Regions from separate parts of the Mus musculus genome. Here regions 1, 2 and 4 are each linked to region 3. Evidence: chromatin contacts called from public ChIA-PET and HiChIP or PLAC-seq data. All regions are on one chromosome and are shown on one strand. Each heading gives the region's core, a stretch centred on a gene start, on an enhancer-like site or on the middle of the called end of the contact. The rest is flanking DNA. Distances are from core to core; before and after follow the strand shown.

The links. ChIA-PET counts read pairs in DNA pulled down with a chosen protein or histone mark. HiChIP or PLAC-seq counts read pairs in DNA pulled down with a chosen protein or histone mark.
Region 1: an HNF4G HiChIP or PLAC-seq map of pancreatic cancer cells shows a contact between it and region 3. The contact joins the enhancer-like site here to the promoter of Arhgap19 in region 3. A contact is called at or near these places in 4 of 39 promoter capture datasets (the HPC-7 cell line, cranial neural crest, epiblast stem cells and 1 more), 2 of 115 datasets of contacts at active chromatin or transcription factors (bone marrow-derived macrophages and pancreatic cancer cells) and 1 of 9 other capture datasets (liver).
Region 2: a contact with region 3 is called in an HNF4G HiChIP or PLAC-seq map of pancreatic cancer cells. The contact joins the enhancer-like site here to the promoter of Arhgap19 in region 3. A contact is called at or near these places in 2 of 39 promoter capture datasets (the 3T3-L1 cell line and cranial neural crest), 1 of 484 Hi-C or Micro-C datasets (bone marrow-derived macrophages), 6 of 115 datasets of contacts at active chromatin or transcription factors (acute myeloid leukemia, bone marrow-derived macrophages, embryonic basal ganglia and 3 more) and 4 of 9 other capture datasets (embryonic stem cells, liver, macrophages and 1 more).
Region 4: a contact with region 3 is called in an RNA polymerase II ChIA-PET map of memory CD8 T cells, with 20 read pairs. The contact joins the enhancer-like site here to the promoter of Arhgap19 in region 3. A contact is called at or near these places in 7 of 39 promoter capture datasets (the C10 cell line, the HPC-7 cell line, cranial neural crest and 4 more), 3 of 115 datasets of contacts at active chromatin or transcription factors (effector CD8 T cells, embryonic stem cells and memory CD8 T cells) and 2 of 9 other capture datasets (liver and pancreatic islet).

What each region holds. Positions count from the first base shown.
Region 1 is chr19:41,577,874-41,581,117 of GRCm38.p6, forward strand. All of the region lies in intron 7 of Lcor (ligand dependent nuclear receptor corepressor), which reads left to right. Among named protein-coding and RNA genes, the nearest start is that of Mir8091, 9.2 kb to the right of the region's middle. Within about 2 kb of position 1,603, at least 18 of the 459 cell types and tissues checked have an H3K27ac peak or open chromatin away from gene starts, as enhancers often do. A contact at or near this core is called in liver and pancreatic cancer cells, where this site is marked.
Region 2 is chr19:41,619,603-41,622,415 of GRCm38.p6, forward strand. All of the region lies in intron 25 of Slit1 (slit guidance ligand 1), which reads right to left. Among named protein-coding and RNA genes, the nearest start is that of Gm52407, 17 kb to the left of the region's middle. Within about 2 kb of position 1,364, at least 13 of the 459 cell types and tissues checked have an H3K27ac peak or open chromatin away from gene starts, as enhancers often do. A contact at or near this core is called in pancreatic cancer cells, where this site is marked.
Region 3 is chr19:41,800,699-41,803,737 of GRCm38.p6, forward strand. Arhgap19 (Rho GTPase activating protein 19) reads right to left here and starts at 1,386. Exons shown (of 12, transcript NM_027667.3): 1 at 1,274-1,386. The coding sequence starts at 1,329.
Region 4 is chr19:41,595,755-41,598,747 of GRCm38.p6, forward strand. Lcor (ligand dependent nuclear receptor corepressor) reads left to right here. Exons shown (of 8, transcript NM_001370767.1): 8 at 1-407. It also overlaps a transcript of Slit1 not described here. Among named protein-coding and RNA genes, the nearest start is that of Gm52407, 6.7 kb to the right of the region's middle. Within about 2 kb of position 1,612, at least 100 of the 459 cell types and tissues checked have an H3K27ac peak or open chromatin away from gene starts, as enhancers often do. A contact at or near this core is called in memory CD8 T cells, where this site is marked.

The DNA.
Region 1 (3,244 bases), core at 353-2,852, 220 kb before region 3:
CTGTGTGATCAAGGTTACATAGACCATTTCTCACTAAGGAGATAAACCCAGGACCAATTCCAAGAGCTGCAAAGTCAGGCTCTCCTCTTCTTTTATAGCCTCTGTCCAGTTTACCAATCCCTATGATCTTATGTGCTTTGGTGGTGGTGTTCTGCTTGCTAAATAATTCATCTCCCTATTACAGATAGGCCTCCTATTGAGCAGGCATAAGGTTATTTCGACGTACCATGAAGTCAGACCGAGGACTGCAAAGTCTGCGATATATTTCTTGTAAAGATCCTATTTAGTCAGGTGTCAATAATCTATATGACACAGACTAATTACGGATCTAAAATGTCATGCTTTTTCAGAGTCAGAGTGAGGAAATTCTCTACAAGACAGAATCTCTGCTCTGTTCAATTAGCAGTTGCCTAGGGGTAACCAAAGTTAGTGCAAGCGCTGTATTTGGGCTCCGTTAAAGATGCAGGGAAACTTGAGTACTGCTAAGCAAAGGTAGATCTTTAGCCAATTTAAATCAGACTGACACCATTTTTTAAAGCCAAACATGAAAAATGCAACAATATAATTAAGTACCAGGAAGTTGAGGTTAACTCTAAACATTAAATAGCTGAATGGTAAGAAATTAAAATCATCTAAATTAGATTTCTCTTTAAAACCTTTGGGGGGGTGGTAAGTAGTAATTTGGAGTCACAGCCAAAAGTAGCTTTATGGCTGTAGTTGTAAAGTTAGCTATTTAATGATAGCTGGGCAAAGGTTAGTGTTAATGTGCAGTCTCTCAGCCCCAAGGTCACTACTTACTGCCAGGTTTCTGCCTATGGATCCAAATTGCCTACAAAACAGGTCACATTCGGAGCTTTGAAACATCTACTAAGAACACATCATTTGCCATCTCCAGCAGCTACTGTCTTCCATCTTCTGTGTCCTGATGGGGGTAAATACTGATTCTCAGAGAAATAAAGGCCAAGTGGAGAGAGAGACGCGTGTTAAGTGATGGTATGATTCTGTAAAGAATTACACACCAAAATATTTTCAGAAATTCAGGGGCTGACAGGATGGTCAGTGTATCTAAGTGTTTGCCACCAAGCCTGACGGCCTGAGCTTAATCCCGGAGACCCACATGCTCACAAAATCTGACCTCTGACTTCTCCCTGTATGCTGTGGCACATGTGCACATGAGATATATATACATGATATAAACGTAATTAAAAGTCTAAGCCGGGCAGTGGTGGTGCACGCCTTTAATCCCAGCACTTGGGAGGCAGAGGCAGGTGGATTTCTGAGTTCGAGGCCAGCCTGGTCTACAGAGTGAGTTCCAGGATAGCCAGGACTATACAGAGAAACCCTGTCTCAAAAAACAAAACAAACAAACAACCCCCCCCAAAAAAGTTAAGCTGCCTGTGAGGGCACACACCTGTAATCTTAACACTGGGACAACGGAAGCTGGAGAAGGAGTAGAGCTCAAGGTTAGTCTCAGCTAGACAGAAAGTTTCAGGTCGCACTGAGAAGCAAGCAAGAACCTTGACTGCTTTTGCCAAGCACATCAGAGGCAGAGGCAGAGGCAGCCTTGCCAGTTGAGGCATTGACTGAGCCAGCTGGAGCAGTGCCACAAAGCTCACCCTGGTGGTGTGGGTGAGGGAGAGCTGGTGAGCTGACCAACACGGCTGCCACCCAGGCCCAGATTCAGGGCTTTGAGTTGGCCCACCCTAGGAACTACTGGAGCATGTGAAGGGGTCAGCCTTGCAGATCCAAAGCTGCAGGATCTCCATGACACAGTCAACAGGGTACCCGAGAGGAGCCATAGTGAGGATAGAGTATCCATAGAATAGCAGAAGACAGAGGTCTTGAACCAGACCAATGACTCACTGCAGTGAGCATTTGCAAGTAAAGATGTGTGGACAGAAGGGTTTACCGTAGGATATACTATGACTCACTGCAGCTTCTGCAATGAGGTGGTTGTTGTTGTTTTTTTCTTGGGAAAGGGGAGGTTGCAAGGATAGATGGTAGATACAAAGAGACAGGGAGATGAGTGGGACTGGGGTTGCATGGTGTGAAATTCACAAAGAATAAAAAGTTTCTTTTTAAAAAGGCAGACAGAAGCCAAAACTATTTGAACCCTGCTTTTGTGCAGACTCTCAGCATACTGCCATTCAGTCCCAGTGTGCAGGTGCAGCTAAGGTTCTGAGGGACTGTACTGTCAGAGTAGGGGTCCAGTCAGATGTCTCCTTTGCAGCTCCCATGTCCTTTACTGTAACTCTGCCACCAGTGGGAGGTGGAAAGGCAGGTGACACAGGCTGTCTGTGGTAAACCTTTCTATAAAGACATGTCCTGGCCATGAGGTCAGAGTCAAAGATGGAAGAGTAAGCCAGAAGACGTATCAATACATGTTCAACACACATGAAGCTACCGTCTGTGTTCTGTCGTGTTTCACATGCCATCAAATAATAGTCTCCTAAAGGTCCATAAGCCAGAGGGGCTGAGAAGAGTGTGTGTGTGAGATGTTGTCTCAGAATCTGGGCTCTTTTCCATGTCGGTAAAAGTTGTGCATCCAAAAGCCCAAAGCCACCGTGAGACCCCTGGCCATCCCCGCAGGCCATGTTTGTGCCCTGTCTTGAACCTAGTGTTGGCCTCTCCCTCCCTCTTAGCTTCCCAGTGTGGATTTAGCTTTCATGCAGAGCAGCTGGTGAGACTGAAATGTTTCCTGGTGATATTCTCGGATATTCTCGGGGAGCTCGGTGGTGGGCTACTGTGGGGATGCTTCTGCCTTGCATGGGTCAAAGCTGATAGCCCCTCCACTGTGAAATTTCTTTCTCTTTGTGTCCTGTTCTGGAGCACTGTTGGTGGCTCTCCAGCCAATTGTTCTTTCTGAGAAATTGTCTTAAAAGCCATTGAGTTCTCAAAGTACTTTTAAGCTGATGTCTGTAATGTCTGGAGCGTAGTATGTCTGAATGTTTGCCGTGTTCTAAACTAAAGCTAGTGGTTATTTTAGCACCACTGCCTAGGCCTAAACTGAAGGGCAGGTTGAGCAGCCCTTATCCAAAATACTCGGGAGAAGACATGGTTTGAATTTTGGCTTTCTTCAGATTTTGGGATGTCTGCATATATTTAATGATTTAACGATGCAGGAGTGAGGCCCAGGTCTAATGTCAGAGTTCACTTACAGTCCAGGCCCACTGCGTCCATACGGCCTAAGAGGAGTCTTACACGGAGTCTTCAGTAGTCTTGCACTTAACACTGGCATGGTGTG
Region 2 (2,813 bases), core at 114-2,613, 180 kb before region 3:
CGTGACTCAGAGCTTCAAAGACATGCCACAAACATCAACAGAGCCGCACCTGGGATCTCAATGTCCCTTCCCAGTTCATTCCCCAAAACCACAGGGCCGAAGTCTCCTACAAGCCACTCAAGCGTCCTGGCTTATCCCACATGCAGTTATTTGTTTCTGTCCTGAGCAGAGGTCAGCCCCTCACTCACCATTTTAAGCTTCCACTTGCCCAAGGCTGGGTCTTCCCAGTTGAGAACCACCTGTCCCCCCTCTGGTAGTTTCTACCGCTCTCTTTCTCCTGGGAACCATCTTGTCCAACAGAAGCCAATGTGAACCACAACTTATATGTTTTTCTCTTCCTCTCTCTCTCTCTCTCTCTCTCTCTCTCTCTCTCTCTCTCTCTCTGTCTGTCTCTCCCTCCCTCTCCCCTCCCTCCCTTCCTTTTTCCTCTTTTCTCCTCTCTCTCTCTCTCTCTGTCTCTCCCTCCCTCTCCACTCCCTCCCTTCCTTTTTCCTCTTTTCTCCTCTCTCTCTCTCTCTCTCTCTCTCTCTCTCTCTGTTTTTGTTTGTTGTTTTATTTGAGATAGGGTTTCTCTGTATAGCTCTGGCTGTCCTGGAACCCACTCTGTAGACCAGGCTGGCCTCGAACACAGAAATCTACCTGCTTCTGCCTCCTGAGTTCTAGGATTAAAGGCACACTGCACCATGCCTGGCATAACTTACTTATACATTTTAATCAAAAGTTTTAAAAAGAAATAAAATCAGAAGGCTAAGGTAGGAAGACCAGAGATGTCAGGTCAGTCTAGCTATGTAGTATGATCCAGTCTCGGAATATTTACTAATTCGTTAACCTTTTTAAAAAGTAAAGACAACTGAGAGTTTATCCGGAAGTGGAGAATGGGTAGGACCCAGGGAGACATAGCTGGGGAGGGCAGCAGCCAGGCTCTCTTCCAGTCCAAAGGACTGTGGGTTGGGAACACACTCTGGCGTCCGGCAAGATTATAAATAGCCCCGTGTTGTTGGTCATTAGTATAACTCGGGCGCACTGAAACATTAGCTGTGTGGTCTGCTTATGCCTGCTCTATTAATGGAGCCTAGCCTGAAACAGCCTCTCCTGTCTGCGGTCAGAATAATTCTCAAGCTGTAAAACCCTCTACCTGCCCAACCCATTCATGCGTTTCTATGTGTGTGGAACTGTCTTCATCCCCTGCACCCAGAGGCTGCAAAAGCGGTGCCCTGAAACAGGAGCCATTAATTCCAGAGCTGGACCAGACACTAGCCACCCAAACCACTCGCTGTGTCAGTCAGCATTAACTGAGTCAGGCCTGCCAAGCACACGGGAAGGGCACAAGCCTTCAGCACAAAGGAATGCCGGAAGAAAACTATCATCCATCCTAAAATAGAATCAACTTCAGTTGAGTATATTCCCTTCCAGCCTGCCTGCTTCTCTCCTCCCTTCCTCCCTTCCTTCCTTCCTTCCTTCCTTCCTTCCTTCCTTCCTTCCTTCCTTCCTTCCTTCCCTCCTTCCTACCCTCCCTCCTTCCTATTTCTTCTTACCTCCTTCCTCCCTCCTTCCCTCCTTCCTTCCTTTCGTCCATTGACAAGCTCCCGTTAAGTAGCCTATAACTTGCCATCTTCTCAGTCCTGGGAGCACAGGCATATACATGGCCCCATCAATTTTTATGTTCATATTTGTATCACATTAATTATTCTGCATGTCATTGAATACAGATTACGGTGCCATACAGTCATTAACTACTCACTGTTTTATCATATGGGCGTGGCAAGATGTAATGAATCATTTCTACTGAATTTTCACGCCCACTTCTCAATGAACATTGAGAAATTAAGCTTTCTAGTCTGTAGCAGAATAAAGGCAGCAAAATGCAGGATTGTAGCAATGAAAGGACAGTGTTGGCAAGCTGTGGCACGAGCCATGACAGACACGTAGCCTTTTGGCGTTGGACTGCAGGTTAGACACCTGAGCTGGCATATGTCTTCTGATGGATACATGGGAGATGCTGTAGTTTGTACCCTGGCCTCGCCTCTTCCTTTCTTCCCAACTATCATGGGGTCAAAAACTTCATCATCCACATGTTCCCAACATGATGTGCAACCTTACCACAGGCCCAAAGCAATATAGCTCCCCAACTATGGTCTGAATTCTCTGAGGCTGTGAGGCAAAAATGAAGTTGATTGTCTCAGGTATGTTGCTATGGTAATAGAGAGCTGACTAACATTAGCGGATGGTAGGCTAATGGACAAATGACCTTAACTGATTTCTTATGAAATAGATCTGGCCTCGGGCTTGATAGCACTTTTTCTCCCAAAGACAGCTATAGGATCAAAGTTAGTTATGACAGCTTTAGGTTTGCTCGTTTAGGACATGTGCTGTCTGACCCTGGAAAGGAAAGTGGGGGACAGCGTTGAACTCATTGGCACAGGAAAAGACTTCCTGAACAGAACGCCATTAGTTCAGGCACCAAGATCAACAATTAACAAGTGGGACCTGAAAAGCTTCTCTAAGGCAAACGATACCATCATCCCGACAAAGCGGCAACCCACAGAACGGGAAAAGAATTTCCCCAGCTACACATCTGATAGAGGGCTAATATGCAGAATATAAGAACTAAAACAAACCAACCCAATTAAAAAATGGAGTGCAGCTCTAAACAGAATGCTCAATAGAGGAATTGCAAATGGCTGAGAAACACTTAAAGAAATGTTAAACATCCTGAGTCAGCAGGGAAATGCAAATCAAAACGACCCTGAGATTCCATCTTACACCTGTCAGAGTGGCTGAGATCAATAAAACAACTGACAGCTCATCTTGGC
Region 3 (3,039 bases), core at 136-2,635:
TCCCTGGATTACATGAGAGACTCTGTTTCAAAAATAAATAAATAAATAAATAAGCCTCACAAGAACCCCCAGACTAATCCCCTGCAATATGCAATTGACAAGTACACGGGTAGCTGAAACGAGACTGGGAGTTCCAGTCCAGCCGAGGTACTTAGCAAGAACCTGTCTCAGTAACGACAATAGAGGGTTTCAGATTCAGAGAAAACTGTGTTGGTCAGATAGTTAACAGTTTCAAATTTTACATTCAGTTGACAGCAGCCTCAAGGAAGAATTCTAAGTCCTCTTGCTGTAGAACAGTATTTCATTTGTCCTCATTTTCATTACAATTCAGGATTTTCGAGTCGGAGGAGAGATAATCTAATGACATTTATCAACCCACGGGCACAGTTCCCGGGAGAAATAAAAGGTCAAAGAGTGGAAAACTCCTCCATACAAAACAGTAACAATACCCACACAAGCCCATCAGGGCTCAGGAAAAATCAGGCTCACAAACTCGGTTTCCCAAAATTCTTGGTTCTTCTGTTCTGTACTAACTCCGTACCAAAGCATAGCATTGATCATACTCTCTGACAATGTAAGTAATCTCATTCTATTGGAGTGTGTCAGACTCCAAATATTTGTTTGTAATCGGTTAAGAAAGGCTCGACTTTATGACAGGGACAGTACTCGTTCCAGAAAGAAGAAATGAGATCACAATTTCAAGGAAACATAAAAATCTATCGTATTTTGAAGTGTTTGCCAGGATGGGTGCTATGCGCTTTAAATAGGTTGTGTCATCCCGTCCAGGTTCTGAAATAAGTATCGTTATGTTTATTTACAGAAGAAGGCTGAAGCCGAGAAAGGTCAGCCAGCTTAGGGGACAAAAATCCCTTTTAACCATCACTCAAGTCGCGGCTCTGAGTAAAGCGCAGAGGCTGTCACGAAGGACATTTAAAGCTCCCGGGGCGTTGTGGGATTCTCTAAACCGCTCTGGGCTTCAGTTGCCACTCAAAACGCTCGGCGCCAGGGCAGACACCATGACCGTGGCCCGGGGGTCTGCAGCCAGAGCGTCGGGAGGGCTCCACACACGGCCGTGGGACTCGCGGAGAGCAGCGCAGCGGGAAGCACGGACCGCAAAGACCCGCCTCAGCCCCCGCAGGCGCGTCGGCGTAGACACCACGGGAGAGAGGAACAAAGCCCGGGCCTGTGGACCACGGTGACTCAAGGGCAGGGCGGCGACATCGCTAGCCCACAGTCCCGTCTCCTAGGCAGCAGGACGGAAAACTTGGCTCACCTCCGGCCAGAGTCGCAGACCGGCGCCTCCCCTCCACTCGGCGCCTCAGCCGCCATCTTCCGCGGCAGCTTGGTCTGCAGCCCCGCCTCAGGCACCGCCCCTTAGCCCTTAGATTGGCTAGGATGGTTTTCTAAGTCCTGTACGATTGGACGAACCTATGGCCCCGCCTAAATAAGAACCGTTCCATGCTACTATTGGTCTATTCAAATATCTAACTGTCATTGGTAGCACAGAACCAACGAAAGGGCAGGAGAAACACCTGCCCGAGGCCTACCGGGAGATGTAGTTTCTCGTTTTGATTAACCCATGTAGTTCCGCGGATCAAGTCACAAATTCCTGGCTGCGCTCCCCTCCCCGCTAGGTAAATCTCTGAGTTACAAAACTGTCGGTTTTTAAAGTCACTTGAAGAGAAAAGGTTCTTGAGGCCCTGCCCATCCCCCAGTTCGGTAGGCAGTTAACGGTTGCTAGGGAAAAGGGCTCATCACCCCTCACTCACTTAAACCCCCATTCACCCCACCCCCAAGATCCATAGGCTTAGTAAAAGGGAAGAAAAGGCATTTTCTTCAATGGTATATAATCAGTGGTAAATTGCATACGTTCCTGTAAGCTACCCTAAGTAAACTCTTGTGTGTGTATATATGTATGTGTGTATGTATGTATGTATTTATGTATGAATGTATGTATGTGTGTGTGTATGTATGCAGGGGCTGATCTTCAGGGTACATATTTGGGGGAGGGGGAAAGTCAGTATAAAGACACCAAAAGCACTGGCTAGAATAGAGAGGCAAATTTTGGGTCATCCAAACAAGCCTCCTTGGGTGACTTCAGGCCAACAAGAAAATGTGACTAAGCCAGGCAGTGGTGGCGTATACCTTTAATCCCAGCACTTGGGAGGCAGAGGCAGGTGGAAAAAAAAAAAAAAAAAAAAAAAACATGGTATTGATATATGAAATTCACAATTAACAATAAGGGGCAGCTAGAGATGGTTCCGTGGTTCTAAGAACACTTGCTGCTTTTCCTGAAGACTAGAGTTTGATTCCCTGCATTGAAAGGTTCACAAGGGCCAGACAGTGAGTCCAGTTCCAAAGGACTGATTGCCTTCCTATAGCCTCCAGAGCTGGCCTCCGGGGCACATGCGCACAGATGCACAGAGACACATAAAATCTTTTCTAAAAGCAAAAAATATAGATGGTAGAGAGTAAAAAGTGAAGGGAAAGAACATTGTGACCCTGACTTGACCCCCAGACCAGGCAACCTTGACCCTATCTTGACCCCAAGCTCAAAATCAGGGCCAAGAAACAGAATCCCACCAATCCCTGAGCACAAAATTCCCACCAACCCCTAGAATTGCCCCAAAATCAGGCCACAAAAATCCCACCACTCCCTCCCTGGACACCCTGGAAAGCTCTGTCTTCATCGCCTGTCCCGCCCCACCAAGAAACCCTATACAAAACCCGCTGAGCTTCTGCCGCTTTTCACCCCAGCAGAGGCCGCCACCCTCCGCGGGTTTCCCCTTGCAGTAAGTTTCCTGTGTGAGGTTGGTTGTATGCTGGGTGGGACTTTGTGGTATTCCTTGGCTCAGGACTGCCAGAGTATCTCTGAGCAGAGCTATAACACTTTCACTGGGGACATCTCCCCCTGCTGGAGCAGAGATGGTGTTACACTTGCATTGGGGGAAACAACCCTCCCCCACCCTAACCCCTCCACCCCTAACCCCCACCCCATTTCCATCCCCAAAGGTAATGGGGAAGCCTTTCCCTTCAGAA
Region 4 (2,993 bases), core at 362-2,861, 200 kb before region 3:
AAAATTTTCATTAGACAATGTTTACATACCTCACCTGAAGAACCTTTGAGAGTGTATATATGAAATTTAAAAATATATTAAGTTGCTTTAAAACAGTATGTATAGCTATAAAAGTTGGAGTTATTTTAACTTTGAGTATGTACCAAGTCTCTTAAATATTGGAATCTCGTAGACTTTCTGGCTTCTGTGTTTTGCTTTCCTATGGACCACATAGATAACTGTGTTTTTGTTCTTGATAAAGGGGGCCCACACCGACGTCCAGGCTTGGAAGGATTTTCTGGTTTGGTTTTGAGGGGAGGGGTGTGGAACTAGAGGGTGTGTGGGAGGGATTTCTCTAACCTTGACATCTGTGAGCTTTTTCAAGGCGCTTATTTTATTGCAGCATATTAAAGTTCTTTGATATTAAAGTGTGTTTGTGTAGTCACTGCAGATGGGGAGGGGACAGTACAGCACAGTCCCCTGCCTCACTAGTGTGTGGCTGAAAGCAGACTGTCAGCCATGGGGCTGGGCACTACCCTAAACGATTAATGACCCTCTGAGCTATACCTTACTCAGGGGACGGATATAAATATAATGGAAGCATCGTGGGAGTCACTGGACGGGGCAGGAAAGGTGGATGTGCAACCTGAAGGGAGGGGACAAGCCAGCCAGCCAAGTGCTGTCCACTTCTGTGACCCCAGCAGGAATGTGACAGAAAACAAACCTCGCACTTGCCAGAACGACTTCTGCGATCTGACTTGTTGGATCTGCTGGAAGTGAGTCTGTTCAAAGTCATGGTTGACCCAGGAGACCCATGGGGAACCAATCCTGGATATTCACGGAATTGATAGTGACTGTCCAGCAACCCCGGGGTTTGCTTTAACGATGAAGTTGTAAATTTCCAATCTACAGATGTGTTTATTTAACCCAGGATTTTTTTTTTCTAGACAGGATTTCTCTGTATAGCTCTGGCTGTCCTGGAACTCACTTTGTAGACCAGGCTGGCCTTGAACTCAGAAATCCTCCTGCCTCTGCCTCCCGAGTGCTGGGACTAAAGGTGTGCGCCACCACACCCAACTTAACCCAGGATTTAAAAAAATAGTTTAAAACTATAAGTTTTTCACTCAAAAAATTGGGGTCTCTAGTTTTGTTGTGGGGGGGTGTTTTATTTTTGGTTTGTTTTTGGTTTCTGGTGTTTTGTTTGAAGCTAAGAAATTTAGGTCATGGTGAAAACCAGCTGGTACAAATAGACTGGAAAATGTTCTTCATGTGCCGTAGTCTCCAGCGGTGACTGTTTCCACTTGCCCCTGTTGGTACCTACTGCTTTAATCTGATGTGGCAATAGAAATGATGGGCCAAGTTGCGCTGACCACTGGCTTACCTCTCCCCCATACACTTGAGCCTGTGACCTACAGGGTTTCACTTGCTCTCCTCTACCATGCTCTCCAGCATGCCCTTCCTCTCCAAATTCTCAGCTATTGTGAAGGCACCAGAGTTACCATTCCCGTGCCCTTTCAAGGTGGTCATGTGCTCTTAGAATGGAGCCTTTTGACATCACTACATCCCTATGTGAGATCAGTTCATGGCTCTGGCCTCAATGGAGGAGGGCTTGGCACATCCTTCCTTTGGTGACCTATGGGGGGCGGGTCCCTGTCTTAGAAACTTAGATCCTGTTACTCATGTCATTTCCTATGTGCAGTGTTCTGGTCTGGTGTATGGGCTCCCTTTACTGGCCTGGACACACGCCCCTTCTAGGATTGATTATCTGAGAATACATGCTGCTTTCTACGGCCGCTTGGATGCTCCAAGACCCTTGGAGTCTGGTTAAATGTGTGAGTGGCTCTGTAGGCAAATGCTGAAAATATTAGTGTGACTTAAACACTTGGCAGGAAATGAGAGTAAGCCTCCCCAGTTTGTCACACACCCCTCTCCTTCCTGATGAACAAGCCTTGCCACATCAAGGTTGGCAAACATCCCAGCAGGCTGTGATGACTGTGGTCAGTGTGGTAACCCAGGGCCTTCCCACCCTGGGAAGGTCAATGCTGGTAGCAGCAGGCTCGTTTTGATGAAGAAAGAGACCAGGCAGAAAGTCCATGAATCAATGTCATGTTCACATGGAAGACAGCAGACAATACTGACATATCCTAAAACAATACTTCTGGGGAAAGGACAGGTGCAGCTCCCTCAGGGACTGTTTGAAGCCAGTTTCTAAGAGTTGACTCAAACGACTACAGAAACCCCAAACAAAAGGTCACAACCACAGAGCATCTGAAAATCAAAACAAGACACTGGAGGTTGACTTTAACATATAAAAATACTATAACAAAATGAAATACAAATATATATTAGAATCTGTAAGTATTCTGTATAAAGAGATACTTTCACGGTTAGGCTAACAGCAGGCAAAGAGAAAACAAAGATGTCCTTTCCCATTCCTTAGCATCGCCACAGGGCCCTGAGCAGTGCTGCTCACGTAACCAGCTCCTTGAGGGCTTGCCCTGCTGGGTCTCTGCTGTGCACGTCTAATGGAAATAGCCAGTGATGACCACAAAGCAAACTGAAGATCTTTACCAAAGGGGAACAGAACATGGAGATGGTTTCTCAAAGGACTGGTCTCAGAGTCACCCTCTTACCTGACCTTACAAGTCTGAGTGTGAGCAGGTGATGGGAGCCGTAGACCGGGCCCTTGGCTGGCAAGGTACTGAATAAGTCAAAGGTAAAGTTGAGCCTGGGGCTCATGGCTCTCTGAGAACCATCGAGTCAGCCTCTCAAGCTGCCATCTCAAGGCCTTGGGGGAAAGGTGACATCACCTGCCAGTCCATGCCTCTCATGCCCAGGGACCGGCTTCTCCCGGCCAATAGGGAGCGATGGTGTCTGGGGAAGGAAACTTGCACAGAGCTAAGGAGGCCAGAACACCTTTATTTCTAGAAAGAGACGTCATGCTACGTGTCTGAGCTATTCTGCCCTCTGCAGCCTGGTTCAGCTGTTTGCCAGGGTACCACAGTGACCTGGAA